2 separate regions of the Mus musculus genome follow, and region 1 is linked to region 2. The links are chromatin contacts, called in public Hi-C maps. All regions are on one chromosome and are shown on one strand. Each heading gives the region's core, a stretch centred on a gene start, on an enhancer-like site or on the middle of the called end of the contact. The rest is flanking DNA. Distances are from core to core; before and after follow the strand shown. Region 1 has its middle 23 kb from the start of Gm20751. Region 2 overlaps Gm40929 (a long non-coding RNA gene).

Region 1 (6,793 bases), core at 2,000-4,499, 550 kb before region 2:
GGACAGCCAGGGCTACACAGAGAAACCCTGTCTCGAAAAAAAAAATGTAAATGAAAATTTTAAAGTATTTAAAAGAAATTCTAAACGAGGGTCTGCAGAGATGGCCCAGCAGTTAAGAGCACTTGCTCTTATAGAGGACTGGAGTCTAGGTCCCAGCACCTCATAACTGCCTTTAACTCCAGTCCCAAGGAATCCAGCGCCCTCTTCTGACCTCTGTAGGTACTGCATGTATGTGCAGTACTCCCATTCCTGCACAGAAAACAAAAGAAACAGGTTTTCCCCTCTCCCATCCCTATCTGCTACCTACAGCAAGTCTTGCCCTAAAGCCCCTCCTCATTACAACTAGGCTTGGTTTTAGAGGCTATAAGAAAGTGGGACAGTTTCTGAGCTGGCTTGAAGCAGGAGGAGACTGCCTTCTTCCTGCCTGCTCTTACCTCAGAGCCCATAAGCACGACAACCTGCTGCATTAAAGCTCCAGACATCAGTCCCCAGAGGACACCATGCCTGTTTGTATGAATGGTCTTCCATGAGCCCAGATTCTTACAAGTTGAATACTTGCCAGTAACATTATTGATTTAGAGGCAGGAAAAACACCTAAATGGAGCAAGCTGGGACATTTTATTTTATGATTAAAATGTATAATTAAAACACCTCCTGGATGCTGTGATTACACACGAGCCCAAAGGATCAGGATTAAAATATTCCCTCCAAAATTGCCCGCCTTTCCTTAAGAAGGAAAAAATTCCTTGGTTTCCTTAAAGGGGTGGAGGGATGTTTTGAATCCTCTTCTCTTAGCTTAGACATTGGAAATGTTCAAGAGTATTTGTTCCCACTTACTAAGGCATTTCTAATAAGATTTGACAACCTTCCAACTATATCCCCTCCCCTCCTTTTTGGTATTCAATCTGCTTATGGAGGGATTCATTTGTCTGTGAAGGGGAAATCCATTGCTTCTCGTCAATGCAGATCATGGGCTTTTGGTTATGTGCAGGAAACAAAGAAAGCATGAGAACCATGCGGGATTGGCAGCTTCAGGCCGAGGAGCCAGCTTGCCTAAGTAATGCTGGTGTCTACCCTTTCACTAAGGCTACAGGGTAAGAAAAGGACCTGAGTTCAGAACAGGTCCTCAGCTGACACGTGACCTTCCAGTTCAAACTCCAGAGGATGCTGGAGAAAGACAAACCTGAGAGCATGGGCAGCTTTCAGGACTCTTACTTGTATAGCCAGGGTTGCTTCTCTGGGCATGTTCTAGGAGATGATTTAGTTCAGTGACTATACACTACTGAATTTTCTTAGAGTCACTGCTACAGGGATTCATTAAGCCAAGGTCCATGGACAGGGCATCCAGAAACTAGAACTAGTTGTTCAGTGCGCTGTTATTGTCATTGGCTGAAATGTGTCTCATCACTAGCCTGCCCGCTACTCAAGATTCCTCTGTTGAAAAGCTAACCCTAGTGTTTTTGAGAGATGATTAGATAAGATTTAGATAAGACCTCCCCCCAAGAGGGTGCAGCCCCTGTAAGGATGAAGAAACTCCTGACCTGCCCTCTGTTTGAAGAGTAAGGATGGGGTCAGATACGAGGCAGCCTTCTGAAGGCAGGAAGAGGGCTCTCAGCAGGAAATGAATCTGCTGGCACTTGACATCAGACTTCAGCACTTAGAACCATGGGAAATTATTGCTAAATATTGCACCTCTGCGTCTGTGGATTTTGTTTTTCAGGCAGAACTAAATACACATACAATTATATACACACACACACATATATGTGTGTGTGTGTATTTGTGTGTATGTATATATATAATATATATATATAAACTTACTAACTTTATTTGCATGTCCTTTATACTTCTATGTCCTTTTACACATTTGAAAGGATTGCTCTAGGAACAAATTTACAGATTTCCCCCATAGGATCTACAACAAAGACAACAGGGAGGGTCTTTATTTCCCTGTGTTTGGGTCACATGTCTACATCATGAGAATAGTTTCTGCCCATCCCCCAGGGTGAGGAACACTGTTAATGAGGCTGCAGTTGGTCTGCTTCTTTGGATAGCTCTTCCCATGTAGATCAGCATCCCTGCCGGTCCCTCTCACAGACCCTTCCCTCTGGTTCAGCTGCTATCTGACAAGCATGTGCTGTCTGGAGAAAAGAATGTGTTTGAAGGAGAGGATAGCCAGTCCTGTTTCTGGGAACTTAGCTCCAAATCCTTCAGATTCAACCCTAGTGCGGTCACTTAAACTTAGAGAGACTGAGAAAGGGGGGGGATCCTCATTAGGTTTCAGGACAGTCTGACCTACAGAGTGAATTCTAGGCCAGCCAGGGTTACATGAAAACGTGTGTGTATGTGTGTGTGTTATTTGCATATATTTGCATATAGCTGTTTTGTTTGCATATGCATGAATATATATGTGTGTGTATATATATATACACACACACACAAAAACTAGGTCTTAACAGCAGTAACCTTTGCTTGAACTATCACAATAATTGACCCTTTGCAGGACCCTCCTCCAGGTTGACATCTGGTAAAAGGGAAAGTTAATGTTGATTCTTAACAAACCTCTGGGCCTATTTGTGAGGGAAACTCTTTATTCGGTTAGCTGAGGTGGGAAGGCCCATTGTAAGTATGGGCTGTGCCACTCCGTGAACCAGGGTCCCGGGATAAAAAGGAGAGAGTGAGCAGAGCATCGGCATCTGTCACTGTCCGACTCCTGATGGCAGATGCAGCGTGACCAGCTGCTTCACTTTCTGGCTGTCATGGCTTTTCCCGCCATGATGGACTCTGAGCCAAAATAAAAAGCCCCTCTTCCTCAAGTTGCTCTTGTCAGGGAAGGAAGAAACGAGCCCCCGCATTCCAACCATGCCAGCAGTGCTCACTAATGATTTGAACTTGAAACAGCTGTCAACGCCTTGGTCTTCGGTTCCCTCATCCGGCACGTGGTTAGTTACCATTACAAAGGCTCATTTCCAAAATGTTGACGTCTGGCCTGCACTGTCCTTCACCTTCTCAACTTTTAAGAGTGACCAAATTTGAGCTTTGTCGTTGTAATACTACTGGATGACAACCCACTTTCATAAATGGGAACCTTGGCTTCTAGAAGAGAAAACCTACAAGTTCGAAAGTCACCATTTAATACCGATCTAAGCCGCACAGACCAACAGGGCTCGCTTTTGAACAGGCTTGCTCAGTATGTTTGGCTTGCTTTGTTTGGCTCGATCTGCAGGCTCTGTTTCACTACACCACCGCTAGGTGGCAGGAAAGCGCCACACAGCTCTAGATTTGCCACAGAACCCTAAGAACAGCTGCTTTGTACTGGGTCCTGAGACTGGGGGAGGGGCTCACAATTTTAGCCAGTGATCAACTGTGCTGGAGAAAGAAAGATAGATTTGGGGGTACATTGTAGAGAGGGGACATTGTAGGGAGTTGTATGTTGGGGGACCTGTGTAATTTCTCTTTTCATGCTCTCTCTTTCTCTCTGTCTCTCTCTCTGTCTCTCTGTGTGTCTGTGTGACTCTGTCTCTGTCTCTGTCTCTCTGTCTCTCTGTCTCTCTCTCTCTCTCTCTTTCCAGAATATTTGTAGCACAGATAAAAGTGAATAAGAACATAACTCAAAGCATCCTGAAAGAAAGACCAATAGAAGAAGGTGAGATCAGCTCTTCTTAGCTCCATTACCTTAAGGAATCAACTAATAGCAAAATAAAATGGGTTTTTTATTTTTATTTTTAAAGTATGAGCCAGCTCTGTTTGGGGGAAGCCATTTTTCTTCCCCTAGAACAAGAGGCCTCATGAAGTGTACATAGGGTGTGCTGTGTGGTGGCATAGTCACAGTGACCTTTCTTTTAGGAAAGTTGTTGATGAGTGGAAGTGAGACGTGCTCTAAGTCGGCAGAGTTGTTCCTCACGGAAGTTCTGCTCAGTGCTCTCAACCCGAGTCTGCGACTGCATGCTGGTCTTCTATCCCTGACTCTGGAGACAATCAACTGCACGGAAATTCAAATTTGAATATCAAAAGAAAATGACAGAATCTTCAAATGAGAAAAAAAGAAATATACACTGTACAAAGCCCCTCGCTTTTGTCTGGCATCCTTAGACACAGTGGGGAACGATTGCGTTTCTGTGTGTTTGGGGACGGCAGGATGAAGACCCTGTGTCTGGGGCTCTTTTCTTTAGCAGCTCATCAGAGAGCTAAGGAGTGACAGAAACGCTGCCCTCTGGGAACATCAGGCAGTTGCTGCAATCCCTGTAGATGCTTAGAAGCAAGCGTTTATGGAGCTGCTAAGCAGAGTTTCTTTAATCCCCAATTTCCCTTTTCCGGAACCAGTTGTTGTTGTTGTTGTTGTTGTTGTTGTTGTTGATCCCAGTTCTAGGAGATCTGATGCCCTCTCTTGACCTCCATTGGCTCTGCACTTACTTGGTGCACGTACAAGGGCATTCACACACACACACAGACTCTAAATACATACATACATACATACATACATACATACAAAATTTTTTAAAGAAAAAATTCCAGTGGAAAGCTGGAATGCCATTATCCCGTGACTGCCGTGCAGTTTGTGGGCTGAGACTTGTGCTTATTTTTTGCGACCTGGATAACAGAAGGACGAAGTGTCCTCTGTGCATTTTGTATTCCTCGCTGGTTCTAACTGCGCTATGACACGCTTGTTATTTAGATTTGCTGAAAGTCTACAGAAGTCTTTGAGATGAGATAATTTTATGCAGGAGAGAGCACCAAACTAAATGTAAAACTCTAAGCCTCTTCCAGGTCCTGCAACCTTGTCATGTTACTCTATGGACTACCCTGTCTCCGCCCATGTGTGGAGGGGGATGCTGGTGGTCAGAAGAGCGGGGAGGCAGAGGTGAGTCTGAGGACTGCCTAAGCTACACAGGGACACTGTCTGTCAACAGAATAAATGAGCCACTTTACCACCCTAAATCTCAAGTGTCCTGATGGCAAGAAATAATACAGAAATACATGTCTTCCCTGATTTCATCTGGGAAATCTACACAATCAAATATCTACAGGATAACAGTGTAGCTTTCTGTCTCAGTGTAACAGCTTACAGTGTTTGGCTTTGTACTATGTGACCAACATGATCCATCTGGAGAACAACCCTATAGGGCAAAGGCAGTGCATTCCCATAATGCAGTGCGTTCCCATATTGCAGTGCGAATAGCTTAGCATTTCCTAACTCTTCAAATTCTGGCTTCTTTTTTTTTAACAATTCCTTCCTCCACCTAGCTTTATGTTCTTGCATTCATTAGATGTGGCATGGTGGATAGTTTTGGTTTGGGGTTTTTTATTTTTGTTTTTGTTTTGTTTTGTTTTGTTTTGTTTGTCTTGTTTTTGTCAAGATGACACAAGCTAGAGTTATCTGGGAAGAGAAACTTCAATGAGGAGAAATGCCTCCATCAGATTGGCTTGTGTGCAAGCCTGTGGACCATTTTCTTGATTCATGATTATATGGGAGGGCCCAGCACACTAAGGGCAGTGCCAAGCCTGGAGGGGTGCTCCTGGGGTGTAGAAGAGAGCAGGATGAGCAAGCCTTGAGGAACAATTCAAAATGCAGCATCCCTCCACAGCCTCACCATCAGTATCTGCCACCAGGTTCCTGCCTTGAGCTCTTGCTCTGACCTCCTTCATGGTGGACTGTGCTATGGAGCTCTAAGCCAAAATAAACCTCTTCCTCCCCATGTTGCTTTTGGTCATGATGTCCTATCAAATCGATAAAAATTAAGTTGCCCGGCTTAATATACTACAGAGTCCAGTCCCCTCCGTTCGCTTTGTTTAATCCCCTAAAGTGAGAGAGAAATGCACTGGAAGTGTATATGGCAAGCACTATATATGCTCTAGACTCAGGAAACAAGGCAAACAATAATCTCTGGCAAGATAAATGCCAATGGTTTTGGCAGGGAAACGAAATTTCACAGACTAGAACACTGAAGCATGCCGGCTTTAACAGGTCTGTGCTGTGATAATAAAGCAGCAATGTTGGGATAATCAACAAAAGAATGACTTGTCACAGTTCTGGAGGCTTGCAAGTCAGCGTTAAGGTGTATGGCAGTCATTGAGGGCCTTTCTGCTACCTTCTCACAGGGGTAGGGGTGAGACAGGTAAGCAGGACAAAGCGGAAGAGGAGGAGGGAACTAGCTCTAGGTTATTCCTTAAGCCCGCCCTCCTCCAGGGTCTTGCTATCCAACCCACCATCCCACTTCAGCCTTGCAAATATGGGACTGCAGGCATAGGCTTCCACCCCTCTGCCCCCTCCTCCCGCACTTTCCATATGAACATTAATCTATTATCAAGGCAAGTCTACAGAGTAATTGCCTCCCAATGGCCCCACCCCTTAATACCATCATATTGGTGACGAGGTTCAATATAGGAATTTTTGGAGGCCATATTCAGACCAGAGCAATGCCCAATATCACTTATAAACTATTTAAAGATCAAATTCATATCAATATCACCAGCTTGAGCCTTAAATATTTTTGCTGCATTCTTACATCACAAGACTGTACTTTGAGGAATCGTTTCTGTAGTCCATTAAGTCAACCAACACACCATGGTTCCCCAAATTATAAAAATAAAGGAAAATTCATCAGATATTCATCTTGACCTTAAAACAATAAAAATATCTCCAAATCAAATATGAAACTAACCTATGGTGTCCAGACAAATGTAAAGCGAACCAATACATGCATATTGTTAGCAGAGAATACTTCATCACGTGCCCTTTCACGTGCTTGCCTTAGCAGAACATCCTCTCTCCTATGTCTGCTTCATCAAGATG
Region 2 (7,355 bases), core at 3,983-6,482:
CTGCTTTTAAGCAGACTTTCCCATGTTGATGTTTAAGTGACTCAGCAGCCCTCGGCGCTGGAGACTGTCTAAGCATCATTGGCTGTCTTGGACTTGGTTGTGGGGCATAGGAAGAAGACACCCAAGGGAGGAACACAATGGCCATGGCCACCCACTTCTTTAGATTCAGGGTTGGGGAGCCCATTTTTCCTGATTTGCAGTTTGTAACTGACGTCTTGTACCTTCAGGGCTACCACACAGGGAAGGGAGGCTCATCCAGGCCATTAAGCTGCCTAGCTGATGAGCTCAGACCTGCACTGCACCGGACAGTATTCGCTGAGCTGTCACAGGAAGACCCGTATTTTACAGATGTGTTATGTGTTAGGGATAGAACCCCTAGCTCTGTGCATGGCAGGCAAGCTCTCTACCGCTCAGCCATACCTCCAACCTCAATTAAATCTTGAAAGTATTCAGAAAACCTTGTGACAACAACAAAAGGGCAATCTCTAATTATGCATCTCTGGAGGCTAGGGGACAGAGAGCCAGGTATTCACCCTGAGAAGAACGCAAGGCCCACTCTACTCATAGGCTATTGTCCTATTGCTGGATGTGAACTTTCACTCTGACTAGCCTGTGACTCTGGCTCCATTCACTGGTGATTTCTTTTGCCCACCAAAACCCCGGATCTTGCAGGACAGGATGACACTGGGGAACTAAGTACCTGTCAGACAATCCTATTTGTTTCCTTTGGGCAAGGGAGGTGTCAGAAGTCTGAAGTATGGCTCCAGAGCCATCCCCAGCACTTGTATTCTGCTAGCTCACTCCGGTCAGCGTCCAGCAGGTGGGTTACGCTCTGCATTTAGCTGGGGCTTCTAGAACTTCTCTGCAGTGATGTGGTTTCCTCAGAGTTTATCAGTCTGAGTGATTGCATTAGTACAAAGAAGCTAGCAGACCCAACTGGCCTTTTCTCCCCTGCATCAGGGTCCTTATCTGCTGGAGCCCTTAAGAGGGCCACTGAAGCCTCTGGCTCTCTTCCAGGCGACTGACGCATTGCACTACTGAGTTCCCTGAAGTCTGCTGCAGCCCCTTGTTTACGCCAGCAGAGAACAGAGTGATAAGAACAACATTCGAGTGGACACGCTTGACGCTTAGTGCAGCGTTCAAACCTTGCCTGGACCTGGAAATTGTCAGGGCCATAGAGTCCCCTGTCACTGTGTGTCTCCTGTGCCCTGCCCAGCTCTCTGCTGTCCCCTGCAGCCACCACAAGGGCTAGGCTGTCCAATGAGCCCCATAGCTTCTAAGAAATGCAGTGGCTTATTTGTAGTACTCCGTGACATCCCAGGTGAAGAAGCAAAAGCCTATGATCTGATCTGATCTCCTTTATTCTGCCCTGTCCCTGGTTTAGGGGAGGGAGAACCTTCTAGCAACTACGGCTTTGTTTGCTGCCTGGTGCTTTTATAGTCTGTCATTTTTTTTTCATTTCCTTTTTTTAAAAAAAAAAAAAAAAAAACACAAACCAAAATTGCATTGGTTTGGTTGTCATTGTCTAGTCTATATTTATTGTTTTACAAACATGGGTGTATATGTATGTATATGTATAAAAACCAAACTTATATATATAAAAAGTCAAGGCATGTATACTAGATATTTTAAAGTTATTTATCAAAGGGAAAAGATGTGTGTTATAAAGTAAAACAGAGTCTATATTTTATATATAATGTAGATAGTAAAAAAAATAGCTTATAAATTATAGAAGGTTTTACTTTTTGTTTTCTATTATTAAACAAAGAAATTTAAAAGAAAAAAGGACAGTGACTGCAGCTGTGCTTGGTGTTCTCAAGGCAAATCACTACGGAGCTGGAGGTGGCTTGCCCTCCCTCGGGATCTGCAGTTCCAGGCTCCTGAGTGGATGATGCCCCACTGGTGCCGATGTGGTGCTCTGGATCAGGGTCGACATGCTCAGCCAGCTGCCCCGGCTGCTCTGACATCGCTTCCCCTGTCCATGAATGGCTTTGACGAGTTGAGTGTTGGTGGGAGAAAGGACAAAAGTGGCAAATAAAGTCTTTGAAGAAGAGGTGATTCCAGCCTGGTCTTGTCTAACCCCAGGGGCTCTTGATTTGGGGGCTGCCCAGTTTGTGAGCTCTGAAGCAGACGGCAGTAGGGGTGGGAGCTCTGGGATGAGGCTCGGTCAATACCCATGAAGCTAAACAGGTGGGAACCACTGACTACAGACTCAAGAGATCTGCCTTAAACCATTCTGAAAATGTTGAAATAGAGGGAGAGGACCTATCTGTGTGCCCGTGCACGCATGTCTACATGCATGTTTGAGTTTGTGGCAAAGGCTAGACCAAAGCACAGCTTTTATATCAGAGGAGCAAATTTTAGAATTTTCTGTTTCAATATCATAAATCTTGTTTGGTGGCCCATGTCACCAAATGCTATTATTCCAGAAGTAGAGACAGGAGGATCGGGAGTTTAAGTACATCCTCTGCCAATAAGAGCATCTTTGTTCACTCTGATACAACACAGCAGAGGGAAGGCCAAGGCTATAGAGACTCCCCCATGACATGCAAACTTACAGTTAAGCTCAGTCCAAAATGGCCACTCAAACACCGCTAAAACAAAGAAAGCCTGCCAGGAAGTGAACCTCATCAGTGCTAATCAAGGCAATGGGGATAAGAGCCTCCTGCCCAGATTGGGGCGGGGCATTGTTGAGGGGGCGGGGCAGCATCTTTACCTCTCATAGCAGGTTATCCTGGGAATCAAGGCTCAGTGCAAGTCACAAACCTAAGCACCAAGCTCAAACATCTTTGAGCTAGGAGCTGCCTATTCTTTTTCATGTCGTGGGCTTTCTGTGAGATGCTGACTGTTCCCAAGTTGGGATCATTTCTTGCTTCATAAACCAAGAATCGTATAGGTTGAGAAGTCTGAAACCCCCAAATGCTCCGGAACCTGAAACCCTTTTGGGTGTCAACATAATGGACTCTGCAACATTTGGACTTCGGGTTTTCAGATTAGAGATGCTCGACCATTATTCACGTATCCCCAAATCCCACCAAATCAGAAGGTGAAGCAAGAATCTCTAGACTCAGAAATACACAGGCTCAGGTGGGGACAAGGCATGCTCAATCTGTTCTGCGTCTTGTGGAATCATGGATTGGGATGGCTTCCAGGCTCCTGGCGACTGCTCAATGCAATGGCCGGTGACTGCTCAATGCAATGGCCGGTTTCTCAGCATGCCATCTAGGCTCCTCATGGGTCAAGAGAACTTCACATATCCTCTCATGTCTGTCTGTCAACGCATCCCAACCCATAAACAGACCCACCTTCTAGTTTCCCTTCCTTTTTTTTTTTCTGGCAGTCTGTACATAGTGAGTTTGAGTACCTGTCCTGAAACTCACTATGCAACCAAGTAAATTTACTTGCCTCTGCCTCTCAAGTGCTGGGATTTTGTTTAGTGTTGTTTTAAATCTCATGTATTTTAGAACCTATCATGACAAGTCTGGTTGGCTCCATTTGAAAAACGAAATGACTGACGTATTTTATGATGAATTACATGTATGCAAAGTATGAAGAAATTTTATTAAGGTGGGAGAAATAGCATCGCCTTAATGTAAGCAATAAGGTCCCACTAACTGAGCCACATCTGCCTTGTTCTTTCCCTGAGTGGGAAAGGTCCCTTTGCCTGGGGCTCTCTGGACTTTGCTCCCATTGAAAGACGGTTCAAGAGATCTAGATGAGACAGAAAGGACACACCCTTCCACAGGGTTGGCGCCAAGTCACAAACACACACAGCTTTGCAGCTCGCTAGAACCAAACACTGCTCTAAGAAATCGGTGCCAGTTAAAGCCCTTCAAATGCCTTTGCCTGCTTGTTCAAGTCAGGCTTCCTTTGACTGTTATCTCTCAGTCTGCATCTGCTGGGTAAATTCCTGAGGGGTGACTTCAGCGATGACTGAGGCTCAACCACAGGTCTGCAAGATAACGCCACGGAATCTGACCTGGTTGCTTGGGCTTCCTCTCAAATGTTGTACTAATTACAGAAATACCTTTATCTGCTAATTACATACAGATCAAACCACACTCTTTCCCTCTAGCCATCTGTGAAAATAGGATAAGTCACTCAAGGGAGGCTTTCTCAGGCAATTATAGTCCCTTGGTATCCAAGGGGGGATTTGATCCAGCATCCACACATGCGCTTAAGCCCATGGATGCTCAGGTCCCCTCTGTAAAATGGAGGGTATACCACAGCACCTACACGGTCCTCCCATAAACGTTAAATCATCTCTGGGTTATTTATACCAACCCTGGGTGGGTGAGACAGCTTGGTGGGTGAAGGTCTTACTGCTAAGCCGGACAACCAGAGTTTGATCTTTGACAGATCATGGATGGAAGGAGGAGAAAGCCAGCTTTCAAGGGTTGTCCTCTGACCTCCATATGCATGTGTGGCACCCACCCACATCCCCCCAAATGTTTTAAAATACCAAGTCCAATGTCAAGGCAACGTAAATGCAGTTAAACTTATTGTAGTCTGTAATGTCAGCCCCAATTTCATGATGTTTTTACAAACCTTCAGTCAGCAACTCAAAACAACAGTTTTTACAATCAAGAATTCTTATTACAATACAACCCAAAGGCCAGGTAGTGGTGGTGAATGCCTTTAATCCCAGCCCTTGGGAGGCAGAGGCAGGTGGATTTCTGAGTTCGAGGCCAGCATGGTCTACAGCGTGAGTTCCAGGACAGCCAGAGCTACACAGATAAATCCTATCTCGAAACAAAAACAAAAAAACCAAAAACAACAACAAAACAAAAAACAAAACCAAGAGGGACCCTAAGGTGATGGGGGGGGGGTGCTTGTGTACAAAGTTAAGGCTTAGTAAAACCACCCCAAGCCACTAATAAAGAACGAAAGAGTCTCGATCAGGGCTAGGTTAGGGTAAGGCTAGAGACCCACTTGGGAAGGGTTAATCATAATTGCTTCAGATACTCCACCAGCAAGGACGAAGCAGATCTATGACCCGGTGTCATGCAGTCAGCCTAAAGACCCACTATGTTCTTGGGTTTCATCTGGGACAAGTTCACCAACAGATGAAGTGGCTTTTAAGTGTGCTAAGCTAACTTGATACTCAGGTTCCTGGCACAAAGCAGGAGACAGAACTGGCCCCGGAATAGCAGCTGTGTGGAAATCCAGCTGTGAAGGGACAACATGTAGCAGGTCACAAAGGAGGTGGGAGGGAAAAGAGGGCGGGGCTGGCCATAACAGGGACGGTAAGGGGAAGAGAGGGCAGCCGCAAAAGGATTGGAGCATGTCAAGGGTAAGAATAGATGAAAGGGAGAAAACGGATGTAAGGGCCAGAGAGCTGGGCATCCAAGATAACGGAAGGCTATGCAGATAAGCGAACTCACATGAGCTACGCGGGAGCTACGTGGGACGTGGGAGAGGAGCTATTTGCGGCCGACAGCCTTTAATCTGTGATTCAAGAACAGCCTGTATGAGGAGGACAGCGGTGAGAAAGAATGGAGGAGGAGTTTCTGCAGGAAGTTTATGAAATCTGGCTGTCCAAAGCTAGCAAGCTGTTGGCAGTTGCTGAAAGAAATGTTCTATGTCTACCACTGTGTTTTAAGTAAGTGCCATCTCTTGGGTCCCTCCTTTCTTGGTGCTTTTCCCATTTGCAAATCGCCCCCCCCCTTCAGCCTCCCCCCCCCCAAAGATACAAAAGCCTCTACTTCACCCTCTCCTGTCACCTGTCCTGGATCTTTTGGCCCCTTACCACTCAGTGTGTGCCATTTATCTTTTGGCATACACAGGGCCTCTTTGCCCTTCTCAGCAGCCAGAGAACCTGTCATTCCAGTCTCCTTTCTCTTCCTACACGAGAATGTTTCTGTGGAAGTTCCCAGCATAGCCTGCCTGACCCACAGAGCTGGAAGCTCAACAGGGGAGTCTCTGGCTTCTTATCCCTGGGACTCCCTAACCCATTCTGTGGGTCAGATCTGGATCTCCTGCCTTGCTGGATTTCCTGTGACATCCAGGTTCTCCTTTACTTTCGAGCAGCCTCTCTTTCTTGCTTATATCTGTCCGTCCATCCATCCTGCCATTGGACCCACCATGCATCCAAACCATCCATGCAGACTGAGTGCTTTTCAGTCATTTTTGTTTCCTGGTCACCTGACACATGCTGTATCCCCTTCACTTCATCTCCTGCCGATCGATGATGGGTCTCCTCCCCGGCCTCCTTAGCCTCTTTCCCTTTCCCCGTCCTCTTGAAGACATGATTAGCTCTGTAAGAAGAGATGAATGCTAATACTCTGACTCTTGGAGAGAATATGTACCCACTTTCAACAACAGACTGATGAAGAACCCAAAGCTATCGTAACATAAAGCAGCAAAGAATGCTAGGGTTAAATTATACTATAGACTAAACAAACCAGCCATTTACAGGACATTACACTCTGCTGCTTCTCACACATTTGCCTAAGACTAAGCATGGTACAACACATGACATCCAAGAGCTGTGGAATGTATATTCTTCTCATCACACAGGGAACATTGTCTAGCACAGACTACTTTAGGCCACAAAATAAGTCTCAAAAATTAAACAAGTAAAATCTTATAACCAAAGTATGTTAATACATGAAATATCACAATTAAATGTATAAGTTTATAATGTACAATTTTTATAAGGATGTACAAATAACAAGGTACACATGAAAATACTTAAAATGAGGAAGAGGCCGATGGTGAGGAGAAGTATACACCTCCTCTGTTAGGAATAGCAGAGAAATACTAGAAACTGGGAACAAGGGGAACGGTAGCAACTACAGTTTCCTACTATAAACCCTGTTGTATCACAGGGATGTTTTAAAATGCTGCCCTGTGAAGATCTTTGAGCTATTCAGTGTATGAATTTGTAACTTTATATGCCTCCTCTGTTAGTGATAGTAGAATAGTACTAGAAACTGGGAACAAGGGGAACTTTAGAAACTGTACAAGGGAACTAGGTATGTTCTCTTGAATAATTAATAGAGCAATGAAGAAATCAAAAGGATAAAAGGGTTTTTGTTGTTGTTGTTGCTTTGTCAAGACAGGGTTTCTCTGTATAGCCCTGGCTGACCTGGAACTCACTTTGTAGACCAGGCTGGCCTCGAACTCAGAAATCCGCCTGCCTCTGCCTCTGCCTCCCAAGTGCTGGGATTAAAGGCATGCGCCACCACACCCGGCAGGAAAAAAGTTTTAATTAAACCAAATATAAATACACAAGCAGGTCCCTAATAACCATTCAAGGCAGTAATAAATCTCCCTAAATCTTTCAAAAGTTACCCCCAATGCTCCCCAAACTGTTTCTTAAACTAAAAGGAGAAGGGACACCATCAAACCCA

Evidence for each region. A called contact is a pair of places that touch in the nucleus more often than the background predicts.
Region 1: a contact with region 2 is called in a Hi-C map of stem cell-derived motor neurons, with 2.8 times the contacts expected there. The contact joins two enhancer-like sites. A contact is called at or near these places in 2 of 15 datasets of contacts at CTCF or cohesin (embryonic stem cells and pro-B cells), 47 of 484 Hi-C or Micro-C datasets (B cells, CD4 T cells, the MC3T3-E1 cell line and 31 more), 7 of 115 datasets of contacts at active chromatin or transcription factors (bone marrow-derived dendritic cells, craniofacial prominence, embryonic basal ganglia and 3 more) and 1 of 9 other capture datasets (embryonic stem cells).

Annotation. Positions count from the first base shown.
Region 1 is chr13:43,736,292-43,743,084 of GRCm38.p6, reverse strand. No RefSeq gene overlaps it. Among named protein-coding and RNA genes, the nearest start is that of Gm20751, 23 kb to the right of the region's middle. Within about 2 kb of position 3,249, at least 27 of the 459 cell types and tissues checked have an H3K27ac peak or open chromatin away from gene starts, as enhancers often do. A contact at or near this core is called in muscle stem cells and stem cell-derived motor neurons, where this site is marked.
Region 2 is chr13:43,189,943-43,197,297 of GRCm38.p6, reverse strand. Gm40929 (a long non-coding RNA gene) reads right to left here. Exons shown (of 4, transcript XR_873309.3): 4 at 5,702-6,257. It overlaps Gfod1 (glucose-fructose oxidoreductase domain containing 1), which reads left to right. Exons shown (of 2, transcript NM_001033399.4): 2 at 1-1,779. Among named protein-coding and RNA genes, the nearest start is that of Gm40929, 22 kb to the right of the region's middle. Within about 2 kb of position 5,232, at least 113 of the 459 cell types and tissues checked have an H3K27ac peak or open chromatin away from gene starts, as enhancers often do. A contact at or near this core is called in muscle stem cells and stem cell-derived motor neurons, where this site is marked.